Regions from separate parts of the Rattus norvegicus genome. Here region 1 is linked to region 2. Evidence: chromatin contacts called from public Hi-C data. All regions are on one chromosome and are shown on one strand. The core of a region is the stretch at or near the end of the contact, and the rest is flanking DNA. Distances in the headings are between cores, read along the strand shown.

Region 1 (5,191 bases), core at 555-3,054, 120 kb after region 2:
TCTGCCCCTCCTCAGCCCTCTAAGGCCTAATCCGATGCTATTTCTTCCACAAAATCATTCCCAACTCCAGCTTCCAGAATTAATTTCCTCACCACTTACAGAATTAATTTCATCCACTGTTTCCTCTGCTTAGGGTTTTTATTGAAACCAGCGATGGCAAAGTGAAGTAGGTCATAAACCACTAATATTGAGCACCGAGCAAGGCGGGGTAGCGTGTGGACACAGAGAGGAGTACGAGGGCAGGCGTCTCTTCTCTCAGAAGTGCTCAGGGTTTGGGCGATGAGCGGAGAAGAGGCAGAGTCTCCATTCACCAATGCTTCTTGAGACAAGCACTCTAACAACGACACCTTAGTCCCAGGGCAGGCTGAGCCTCATGTGTCAGAGTAAAGTACAGCTCCCTGCTCTGGTTCAGCTCTACCTTTGGGCTCTGGGGTTGAGCACAGCTAGCTTCTCAGCACTCAGAACCCTCATCTGCAAGGTAGAGTCTGTCAATAGCACCTCTTCCACTGGAGCAAAACCTACACAAAGCCCTTGCCCTAGAGAAGACGGAAGCATCCTGCTATGTGCATAGTGTACAGGAAAACCTCGGAAGAAGGAAGGTAAAGCCAGTTTATACCTGTGCTCATTTTGTTTCTAAAGTTCAAGACGGAAAGAGGCTGCCCCTCCCACCTGCAGGCCCCGCCCTATTCCTAATGGACGGTTCCACCCCTAACCACCACCCCCCAACCAGGTAATCCCAGCTCCCTGCATTCATCAGCAAGGTGTGCCAGGGGAGCTGGCAGGCTGTACTATTTGAGGAAATAGCTGACGGCAGTAGCACCAGCTGTTCTCTTTTTTGCGGGCACCTGCAAGGGCATTTCAAAGTGAAGAGGAAGCTTGGCCCCCGGCAGGTGTCCAAAGCTGGGTGTAAGACAGAGTGGGTGTCTACCCCAGCCCAGAGCCAGCTTCTCTTAACCAGGCAACAGTCTCCCTGTAGAGACAACAAGGGAAGGTGCCCTTTCAGCAGCAGCCTGGAGCTCGGTGGATATGGGGTGGAGCAGCTTCAGAAGAGGTCAAAGAAAGGACCTCAAGACAAAAAGCCTAGAGAAGGCACAGGAGGGCTTCTTCCGGGGCTTCTGTGTGCTCCCCTTGCAAGAGTTGATGGGGGCCACACCAGCTGAGCAGGTGTGGAGACCCCAGAGCTTCGGTGTCCTGCCCCCATTTCCTCTCCATCCACTGGCCTGACTAGAGGACCAACCAAGGGCAAATGGGAAGAGACTGACTGGGAGGCCACCTCCCGGCAGGCTGAATTACTTCTGCCTAAAGAGCAGCACACGTTTCCCACAGACCGCCCCCATTTCCCCCTCCACTTCTCCCAGGCTTCCCCCGGCACACATACTGTTTGGCTCTCATTAGCAGAGCCTGTACACAAACGAGCGTGTGCACACATGCGTGTGTGATGTGTAGGGCTCGGGATCTCTCCCTCTCCCACGTAAACACGGGATTCGTTTATTAAATGCCTCTCTGCCATTTCCTTTTTTGCCTTCATCCTGCTTGTTTAATATTGCATTTGACATTCTCATTTTATAAATGGCAACAGAAGCAGAATGGATAGCTAAAATTAGCTCACGGGTGAGGGCGACGCCGCAAATAGCATCGTGAGCACAGAAGCCCAGTCAATTCCACCCACCCACCCCCACAGTTTGGGGCTGGTTCCTGACTGAGCTTTCAGGCTTTGGCGATGAGGACGATGCCTGAAGGAGAGGATGAAGGGACTGTCACTAGGCATTCTGCCAGAAGCATGGCACAGATGCTGACCTCGGGGCGGTTCCAAGGGCCAACTTGGCCCAGCACTGTGGTCCTGATTTGGAGGGGCTAACTCAGCTCTCTCATGTGCCTGCTGTGCCTTGCTCCTTAGTGTTATGCTGTAAGGTTTGGTCCTCCAAGCGTGCTCTGAGCCGAAGAGGGTAGGATCACAGCTTTTGCTCCTGAAAGTGAGTGCTCTGAACCTATTCAAAGAACGAGTCAGTCAAAGGGTCTGATTCAGCTTTTCTGGGACCTAAAGAGCCCCATGTCGTGGGGTTAGAGAGATACTTTAATGCTTAAGAGGCCTTCGTCAGAGGATCTGAGTTTTGTTCCCAGCACCCACGTCAGAAGGCTCACAATGGTCTGTAACTCCAGCTTCTGGGAACCCAACGCCCTCTACTGGCTTCTACAGGCAATTGTGCATATAGGTGCACAGAAAACAAAATATAATCTTAAAAAAAGAATCCCACTTTAGCACTCTGCTGCTTGTTCCAGAGGCTGCATCCTCTCATCTCTGGGGGGACCACCTGCAGTTAGGCACCGGAAGTACCTACCTCCCATGGGGACTTGGGAACCAGTCCTGCCTGGTCCCGCAGCCTTCTTCCCTACAGATCTCTTATTTACTCAACCCAAATGATTCTGAGAACGATGCCGATGCTGATATTAAAAAGATCGAACACTGCTGGAGCAAGGCATGGCGTGACTCTGCTCCAAACCTTACAGAATTCTTCCTCTCGGCAGTAGTTACCTGAGGTCCCACTCTTAAGAAGGGGGACAAGCACAGAAGCTAACTTGATGAAGCGAGTGTGTGTCAGTGCACTGGACTGTGAGGTGCTCAGCAGGGAGCGTTTGTGGTGCATGTGACAGGGAGGCACACGGGGTGGACAGAACTGCCCTCTGACCTTGGCTCCTCTCTCTACCTTGTCATGGTTGGGTGCTCTCCTATGTATGATGGCACGCCAACAGACCACTTCTTCAAGCCCCACTGTTGGCGGCATCCTCGCTTTTTCTGCTTCACAAAGCACTATTCTATGGTAAGCCTAGCTTGGTCATGCAGTTAAACCTCTTTTCTTAGGGCCCTGGAGGCAAGCATCACCCAGAACTGGACTTGCTCAGAGCTAGTTTAGGCCTTAGTTGCAGATGATGGTCAGTTGCAGGCCAAATCCATCTGGCTGCATCCTGTTTTTGTAAATTAGGTTTTATTTGAGCACAGCCACACCCGCTCATTTACATACTGTCTGGGGTCCGTGTTTGGCCACAATGGTGGAGTTGAATAGCTGTGACAGAGACCATATGGTCCTTCAAGCCTCAATATTTACTATCTAGCCCTTTATAGAAAGCTTGGCCTCTGGCTTAGGCCAAACAGAGGTCACTAAGAGTGTTTTCAGGAGAGCTGGATTCCTGCCAGCCTCTCAGAATATAAATATGACCACAGAGTAGGCAATGACTCTGGGACCAGGAGCAGAACCAGGGATTCATCTGAGCTGCAGAGGACGAAGCAGGTGCAGGTAGATGGCGGAGGACCACACAATACCCAGTAGTGAGTCTGGACTTCTGTCTCAGATAGCAAACCATTTCCCCCATTTTAGAGACAGGCAAGTCAGAGATGAAGCAACTTGCTCAAGTCCGCAGGGTCAGCAAGTGGCAGTCCCAGAATTCAGGACTAGAAAGCTGTACTCCCGAGCTCATGGTGCCTCTAAATGACCCAGCAGGTCCTCACGTGGTGACAGAAGGCACTAACCTTTTCCTCTAAAAGGTATGCCTCATAGTAAGATCAGGGCAGAAAGGCAGGCTTCTGCGGAGAGGACGCCGGGTTTCTGGGAGTTTCCAGGGCTAACTGATCTTTTTCTGATGAGAAAGAGTCTGGCTGGGGCGGGGTGAGTACCAAGCCTAGCCAGTGTCTCATCTCTGTCAAGGGGGGTGGGTACCACAGCATCAGTGGGATCCATCAGTGGGCATCCTCCACTGGTGCTTCCCTCAAGTCTTCAGTGTGCAAACAAGTCACTCCCTGGTTCTTGAGTGCGAGGCTGGGAGGGCCAGAGACCCCACATTCATCATTTCCTCCCACAGGCTGCCCACTCTGGGAGCACCACTGACCATAGTTCGAGGTGTTCTGCTAGGATTCCACTCACTCCAAGGCCGGGGCTCTACCTATGTCTTAGTAGGCTTCTGTAAGTCCTGTGCTATGCTTAGTACATTTCTGTAGGTGTAAATGTCTTAAAGGAACAAGAAGAAAGGACTCTAAACTCTAACCACTAGACAGAGACTTAGGTCTGTTTGTCTTTCTAACCCCCTCTTCCTTCCTTAATCACCGTGCTGGTGCAGTGGGTAAAACTGCCTGCCAGCAAACCTAACATCTAAGTTCGATCCCTGGAGCCCACTTGAAGGCAGGAACGGACTCCTTCAAGTTGTCCTTTGACTTCCACACATGCAGCATGGCGCCCTCATATCTACAAACACCCAACTAGATACATTTTTTTCAAAACCCGAAACGGTTTAAAAAAGCAGAAAACATATTTCAATGCTAGCACTTGTGACTGTCCATCATATAAGCCCTTCCTTCCCACTGAGCTCTGTTGGTCCCCTTGGAGGACTGGCAGTGCTTAACCAGCAGGCTGCATAAAAGGCGGTGAGCAACAGTGTCTGTGCCTATACAGTACCAGCATGATACCTGGAGACACCAATTCCCTGTGAATAAGGTGTAGGAGGAGGCTACCCTGGTACCTTCCACACTACCCTTCTGTGCTTACCCAGTCGAGCTACCAACATCTCCCAGCATAATTTTGAGATGAGGGCTGTGCCAGACCTCTGATGAACCCAGAAGCTGGCTATGTGTCAATTCTCATCTTCCCTGTGGCTGCTTGGCACATCAGGAGGCTGCTTGCAGGCTGGGCTCTGGTGACTGACTAATCAAGCAAGTGTCCCTGCTGCTATGGGGCTGCTTCAATCAGGGGCAAGCCGCCATGGGAGGCGTTATTAGCTGCACCAGCGCTGGAGTTTACAGAGTGGCCAGAGAGGAGGATCACGAGGCTGCTCCGTGCCTGCATTTGTGTGTTTACTGACAGGCACATCTGCATTTGTTCTGGTTGGCCCGAGTCTCAGATCTTGTGGCTTGGAACTCTAGCTTGAGTACCCCAAGGATCAAGAGGAGAGAGGCCTGGACTGATGCTAACCAGGATCCCTAAGCCTATAGTTAAGTCTTCTTCCCTAGCTGGGAATCTGGCCCTCAATTAGGACGATCAAGAAATTACATGGGCTGATGAGGAAAGGATCCTTGGTGGCCATGGGTAGCTGTATACACCAGCAAGACCATCATCACGGTTCATTTTGTTCTATAGAGGAAGGCCAGTTTCATGGTTTCACCATGAGCTCGGGAGTACAGCTTTCTAGTCCTGAATTCTGGGAC
Region 2 (5,822 bases), core at 479-2,978:
TGGGAGTATTTAACCTGTGGAGATTGGTTGCAGCTTCACATCAGAGATTTTCTCTCCCAGAGAGTTGTATACCACAGCTCTCGAAAACTCAGAGAAGGAAACAGGGGCTCGAGGGGGTAAGGTGATTCACTAATGAGACATTGCTTCTAAGTGGTGAAGCCTGGACTCCAGTGCGGGATGGCGGGTGATAGGTTGCCTAGAGACCTAACAGTCTTTGAAGTCACTTGGAAGTGACAGAGTCTAGCTCGATTCCGGGGAGCTTACTCTGTGTTGTTCTGCAGTGACAAAATAAAGTATCAGAGGCTGAGAGATCAACAAAACAGCAGCAAAACATGTGTTTCCCTACAGTTCTGTAATTCCAGAAGTTGGGAAGTCTAAAATCAAGGAGCTGGGGTCTGGCGAGGAGACTCATGCTATGTCTTCCTATATGGAAAGTACCCATTGCAGGAAGGGGAAGGTGGCAAGAGAAACAGAAAAGGGGTCAAGCAGAGATTATTATGATAATGAACCCATTCTAGAAATGGTACCACCCATCTGATAGACTCTGCCTCAGAAAGGCCCTCACTTCTCAATACTGATAGGATGACAGAGTTTCAAAATGCCTTGGGAAAGGGACAGACATTTAAACCTTGGCACTAGATGCTACTGTGGCTGCTGTCTCAGGTAGAGTCATTGGTAGGATGGCAGTGTAGAAACCAGTTTGAGTGAAGAGGTAATTTATCTAGCTCTAGATGGATTGGCTTCCAGGCTGATTGTTGGGGAGATGTTTATGTTTGGAATCCTAGTAGGAGGTCTGGGCAAGAGACTGCAATATGCAAAGGCCATCTTGTTCTCCACCAAGCCGCTTGTGGCTACAAACATTTGCCTCTGTTAGAGTAACCAGGCAAACCCACAAGGTTTACCTGTATACACGCTCCTCTTACTTGCCACCCTCCAGGAATGTTGGGAAATAGTACTTAGGCTCATTCCCTAGTTCCAGAACCCAGCGAGCACTCAGGAAGCTTTAACTGAATAAATATGAATGGCTCATTTTTCTTTTTTCTTTTTTCTTTTTTTCGGAGCTGGGGACTGAACCCAGGGCCTTGTGCTTGCTAGGCAAGCGCTTTACCACTGAGCTAAATCCCCAACCCCGAATGGCTCATTTTTGTCCTACAGACAAGTCTGTGGACCACCCTTCAAGAGCAAACATGTTTATCACAACAAGTAGATCATCTATGCAATCTGACATCGTCTAGCCACTGCAGGAATATGGATTTGGGATCGATTACTCCTTTAGCATCTTACAGCTTAAGAAAACCAGCCGTTACTTCTTAGAATGCCTTTGTTCTATTGGTGAGGCTGAAAGAAGCCGACACCAGGCCATAAAATCATCCATGTGCCTTATTGGGTGGGAGCTGCTCACTCTTGGCAGCCAGTGAACCCGACCTGGCTTGCCTTGACTTGGCCAGTTTTCTCCACTCCCTCGGATTTGGCTTCCTCTTGGGGTTAAAGGGATGCTTGAACTCTAGTTCTTCCGACAGGGTGACGAATTATTGAGAAGCTTCATTTCAGGAGACTTGGGGAAGCGCACGTAAAACTGTAGGTTACCAACCCAAAACGCTACAATATGCAAAATAGTGAACTGGGGCTTTCCTTCTGATTGGCTGAAGGGTCTTGATGTCATAATGAGTCGGGGTCTATCCACTTCAAATGATAGTGCCTCTAGTCCCCCAAACATCTCTCGGACTCAGTTTCTTGGCTTCCTCTCTGCAGAAGGAGATAATGGAAGCCCTCTTTCAGGCAGGGTCCATTCTTATGAAGGTGAATACCTTACAGGGCAAGAAGATGGTAGAGAGTGGGCTCCAGTCTGGGGACCTTTCCCTGTCTCAATCATGGCCCTCCTATCTCCCTCTGCCGGCCGACTTGGAGATCCTGCAGCAGAAAGTGACCGCGGTGCAAGCGGAGCTGGAGGACTTCAAGAAGGAGGCGCTGAAGGCCATCCGATACTTGGAGGACGCCTTCTGCCAGATGAGTGGGGTTCTGGCACAGCAGGAGGAACAGGCAGCGCGAGTGAAGCAGCGGCTGAGGGAGGAGGAGGACCGCGGCATAGTTCGCAACAAGGTCCTCACCTTCCTCCTGCCCCGGGAGAAGCAGCTTCGTGAACACTGCCAGCGGCTGGAGAAGATGCTGGTCAGGAGCCACGACCCGCAGCGAGTCATCAAAAAGAGCCAGGCTGACTGAACGGCCCTCGTGTGCATCTGAGCTGGCGGGCAAGATTGTTTTTTAATGGAAGGACAAACGTTAAGTCCCCATTTATTCCCCTTTCCCCATTTTTATTGCTTTCCTGCTACCAAAATAACACCATGCAGAGAGGCAAAAAAGACCTCAATACGGTTTTCGGGTGAAGTTCCGTTTATCCAGCCTCGGCAAGGAAGGAGTCCCTAGACACTAAGTCAGACCTGTAACGGTCACCTCGAACTGTTCCCGGTTTGTAATGGTTCGGTTGCTTGGATGCAGTAGCATTTTTTCTTGTACATTCTTAAACCGGTTGTGTTGAACAGATTTACCTTTCTTTTAATGACTCCAGGCTTTCGTGCGTTATCACTTGACAATTACTGAGACCTGCTTACTGAGACCTGTCCATGTGTTTTCTACACTGAGACAGGCTGGAGGCTTAGTGAGAGGGTTTGCCCATATCCTAAAAATGGACTCAGTCGGCTGGATTTGTGTAATTCCTGACCGAGCCATCTCAGTCTTCTCACAAGGTTGGACTATTGTTTCTCTCTTCTCCTTACTGCTTTGGTTCAACTTTGCTTCCTCTCCATTTAGCCTGAAGATGGGCTGTTCCTGTTAGGTTTCTGATGATAGAACTCGCTGTATTCCAGGGCACAGGAGGTGACACCCATAAGTTCGCACAATAAAACAGTGAAACTGACACCTTCATTTGACTCAGTGAACAGTAGTTGTTAGGGTGTCTGGTCATTTATCAAACAGTGTATCCCTCCCTCTACCATCTGCCCCCACAGGCCCCTCCTGAGGGCAGGACAGCGCTGTTTCAAACGGTAAACTAACGGGCAAAGCCAGGGCATTCACCTCTGTGCGCTCTCTGTGTTAACGAATGGCTAGTGCTCCAAGCCCAGGCCCCTAGTGTGTAATCATTTACAGTCTTGCAGGCTCACAAGCCTCTGAACCAATCAGACTGTTTTTGGACTGGCTCCTTCTGGGGTACTGGAGCAATCACATGTGTGGCTCGAGGCCATTAGCAGTCACTGTGACTTGTGTTTACAATCAACTGTTTTCCCCAATTCATACATTATTTCTCCGGCCCTTCTCAGAGGCTGCCACACATCAAGCCTGAGGGGTCTGATGGCCAGAGGCGACACTGAGCAGTTGGATGTCTCTAGTCCAGGGCTTGCAGCCTGGCACGTGCCCTCTGACCTTCCGGTACGGCCTTGTTCATTCTCCTCTTTTACTCAGACTCTCAAATAAGATCCAAATATTTGGGTCCCCTTGAGTTGGCCTCCACCAAAGGACATTGTGATCATTGGTTAAGCACAATATCCAGTCATCAACCGCCTTCCTAGAAGAGCGGTATCTCTGCTCTAACTATAGTCAGCCTCTCCTCTAGCTGAAACAGTGACTGAGTTCATTTAGCACCAGTAATATTGATAATCCCACGATAGCTTAGAGCCATCAGGCACAGTGCACACTGCCACAGGCTTCACTTTAACGTTACGAGGAAACTGAGACTGAAGCTGAGTAACTTGCCCAAGATCAAAGCTGGCCAACTGGAGATCTGAACGCAGCACGAGCCAGCTCCTTCAGAGCCTATGTTCTTAGCTGTCCTGGAATGTTCTGGAAAGCTTTATGGATGTCTGATATATGCCCCTAGTGTCCGTGAAACACTGCTGATTGCTAAGGTTAGAGGTGGGGGAGAGAGGAGAGTTTTCAAACGTAAGTAGAAAGGAGTGCTTGACTGGTTAATAGAGGTCTACCCTACGTGGAGGAAACAGGATCTAAAGGCACCCACTTACAAAGAGAGGACTCAAGTCTCCTGCAGGTCCAACCTGCCAGGCTCTTGCCCAGAGACATGGTATATGTGTATGGGGAGGGGTTTGAGAGGAGGTTAGGTGATTAGTGACAGCAAGACCACATCTGCAGCCACCCATGTTTAGTTTTGGTCTGACATTTTGAGAGGGCCCTAGATAGTTGGAAGCATGGCCAGAGCATGGGAGAGGTCAGATGATCTGTAGGAGGGGACAGGAAAGAAGGACCTGGGGACCTTAGAGATATTTTTAGGGAAGGCCCAATCAGAATTTTTCAGGCAGGCACTGGACAGTGGGATTCCCGGGGCCTAATAAGCGCCTCCTCTCCTTTTCCTGCTCAGGTTAAGTGCCAGTTGAGGATAAGCGCAAAAGACAAGCCAATGGAGACAAAATGTCACCTTTATAGTTGATAGCATGCGTGAGAGTGTGGCTTAGGATCTGTCAGCCACATCTAGCTGAGACCTTGTCCCTAAACCTGATGCCATCTCCAGGAACAGTGCAGCCACTGTGTGGTGGTGGGTCTCTCAAAGGGCCGTGCCTATGGGTTTGCGGAAATGATCTGTGTGCACAGAACGGGCTTGGGGGAGAGGACGTGGTGTGTGCTGGGTGAGCACCGCTCTTTCTCCAAACACTTCAGGTGGGAAGTTGTCAGAGAGGCCAGGGGTGTCACCTGAACCAGCCTCTTTCCATTATGAAAGAGGCTGAGGAATAAGCAGAGAGGAAAAGGTTTCAGTCGAGCCATCTAATCCTGCAGGGTGGCAGTTGTGATAACAGATAGCAGAAGCAGACCTCCAGCTCGTATAAGAAACAGAATAACATAGGAGTTACTCCCTGTCTGGGCTCTAAAGGGCTGCCCCAGCTCATTTGAGATGTGGATGTTTTTGGAAAAACTTTCGTATTTAAAGGAATCTTAAGAACTAGTTTCAGAGCCCTTGCAACATCCTATCCTATAGACGATCTCTGCTTCTTCCCTGGGGCCTCTGTCCTCACCAGATGGCTTGTGCTAACAATGTGATTTATGCTTAGGGCTCTGGCTCATGCTGTATGGATTTGACCTCTAGGGGAGCTGCAGACTTCAGAACTAAGGTCAGCTACACCGTGGCTTTGTGTCTGAGAGACAAGCCACCAATAAAAACCCTGGACACTAGTACCCAGAGGATTTGACCTGGTCGGCTCTACTTGACCCACGTTGCCACACGCTGTTGCTGAGAAAATTAAGCATCACGCATACAAATGTGCCAAGAGGCCAGCTAGAAGCCTCGAGGCCCTGACACTATCCTCTGGGTCTTTGCTGCTTTTAAACTCTGTTCTCTCCACGGTGCTGAACAGAAACTACGAGGACTGCAGCTTGGTGTAGTTTTCTGAGATCTAGCAGATCCCAGAACCTGAGAGTGTGACCCACGGAGCCACGGCAGAGCCGGCTGCGCCTGTTGTGATGTGAATTCAGCACTGCTAGTCCCACGGCAGATGAAGAAACTGAGGCACAGAGAAGTTACGTGCTTAGGAGTCCCCAGTGATACTGCAGAACTTGCCGCTCTCCGGGGACAAAGGAAGGAGCTTAGAGAACTGTGCAGTGTGGGTGCTGTCCTATGGCTGAGCAAAGTGGAAATCAGGTTGGGAACTGGAATGGGTACAGATGTTCACCCCTGTGCTACTGGTACTCGGACCTGCTGCCTTGACTTCTGCAGCCTCATCCACCTCATGCCTGGTATCACCCCGGGGGTCAGAGTCCTGAGGCCTCACAAGATGCTAGGGAAACACTGCAACTCCTCAGTTCTAAAACAGGCAGACACTCGT

Evidence for each region. Hi-C and Micro-C count contacts between places; a contact is called where the count stands out from the background.
Region 1: a Hi-C map of kidney shows a contact between it and region 2, with 4 times the contacts expected there. The contact joins the enhancer-like site here to the promoter of Ccdc182 in region 2. A contact is called at or near these places in 8 of 12 Hi-C or Micro-C datasets (the A7r5 cell line, Schwann cells, frontal cortex and 3 more) and 1 of 1 datasets of contacts at active chromatin or transcription factors (oligodendrocytes).

What each region holds. Positions count from the first base shown.
Region 1 is chr10:73,701,232-73,706,422 of GRCr8, forward strand. The region is part of intron 8 of Msi2 (musashi RNA-binding protein 2); the gene reads right to left. Among named protein-coding and RNA genes, the nearest start is that of Ccdc182, 120 kb to the left of the region's middle. Within about 2 kb of position 1,805, at least 20 of the 93 cell types and tissues checked have an H3K27ac peak or open chromatin away from gene starts, as enhancers often do. A contact at or near this core is called in kidney, where this site is marked.
Region 2 is chr10:73,585,688-73,591,509 of GRCr8, forward strand. It overlaps Ccdc182 (coiled-coil domain containing 182), which reads left to right and starts at 1,729. Exons shown (of 1, transcript NM_001277485.1): 1 at 1,729-2,541. The coding sequence starts at 1,762. The coding sequence ends at 2,220.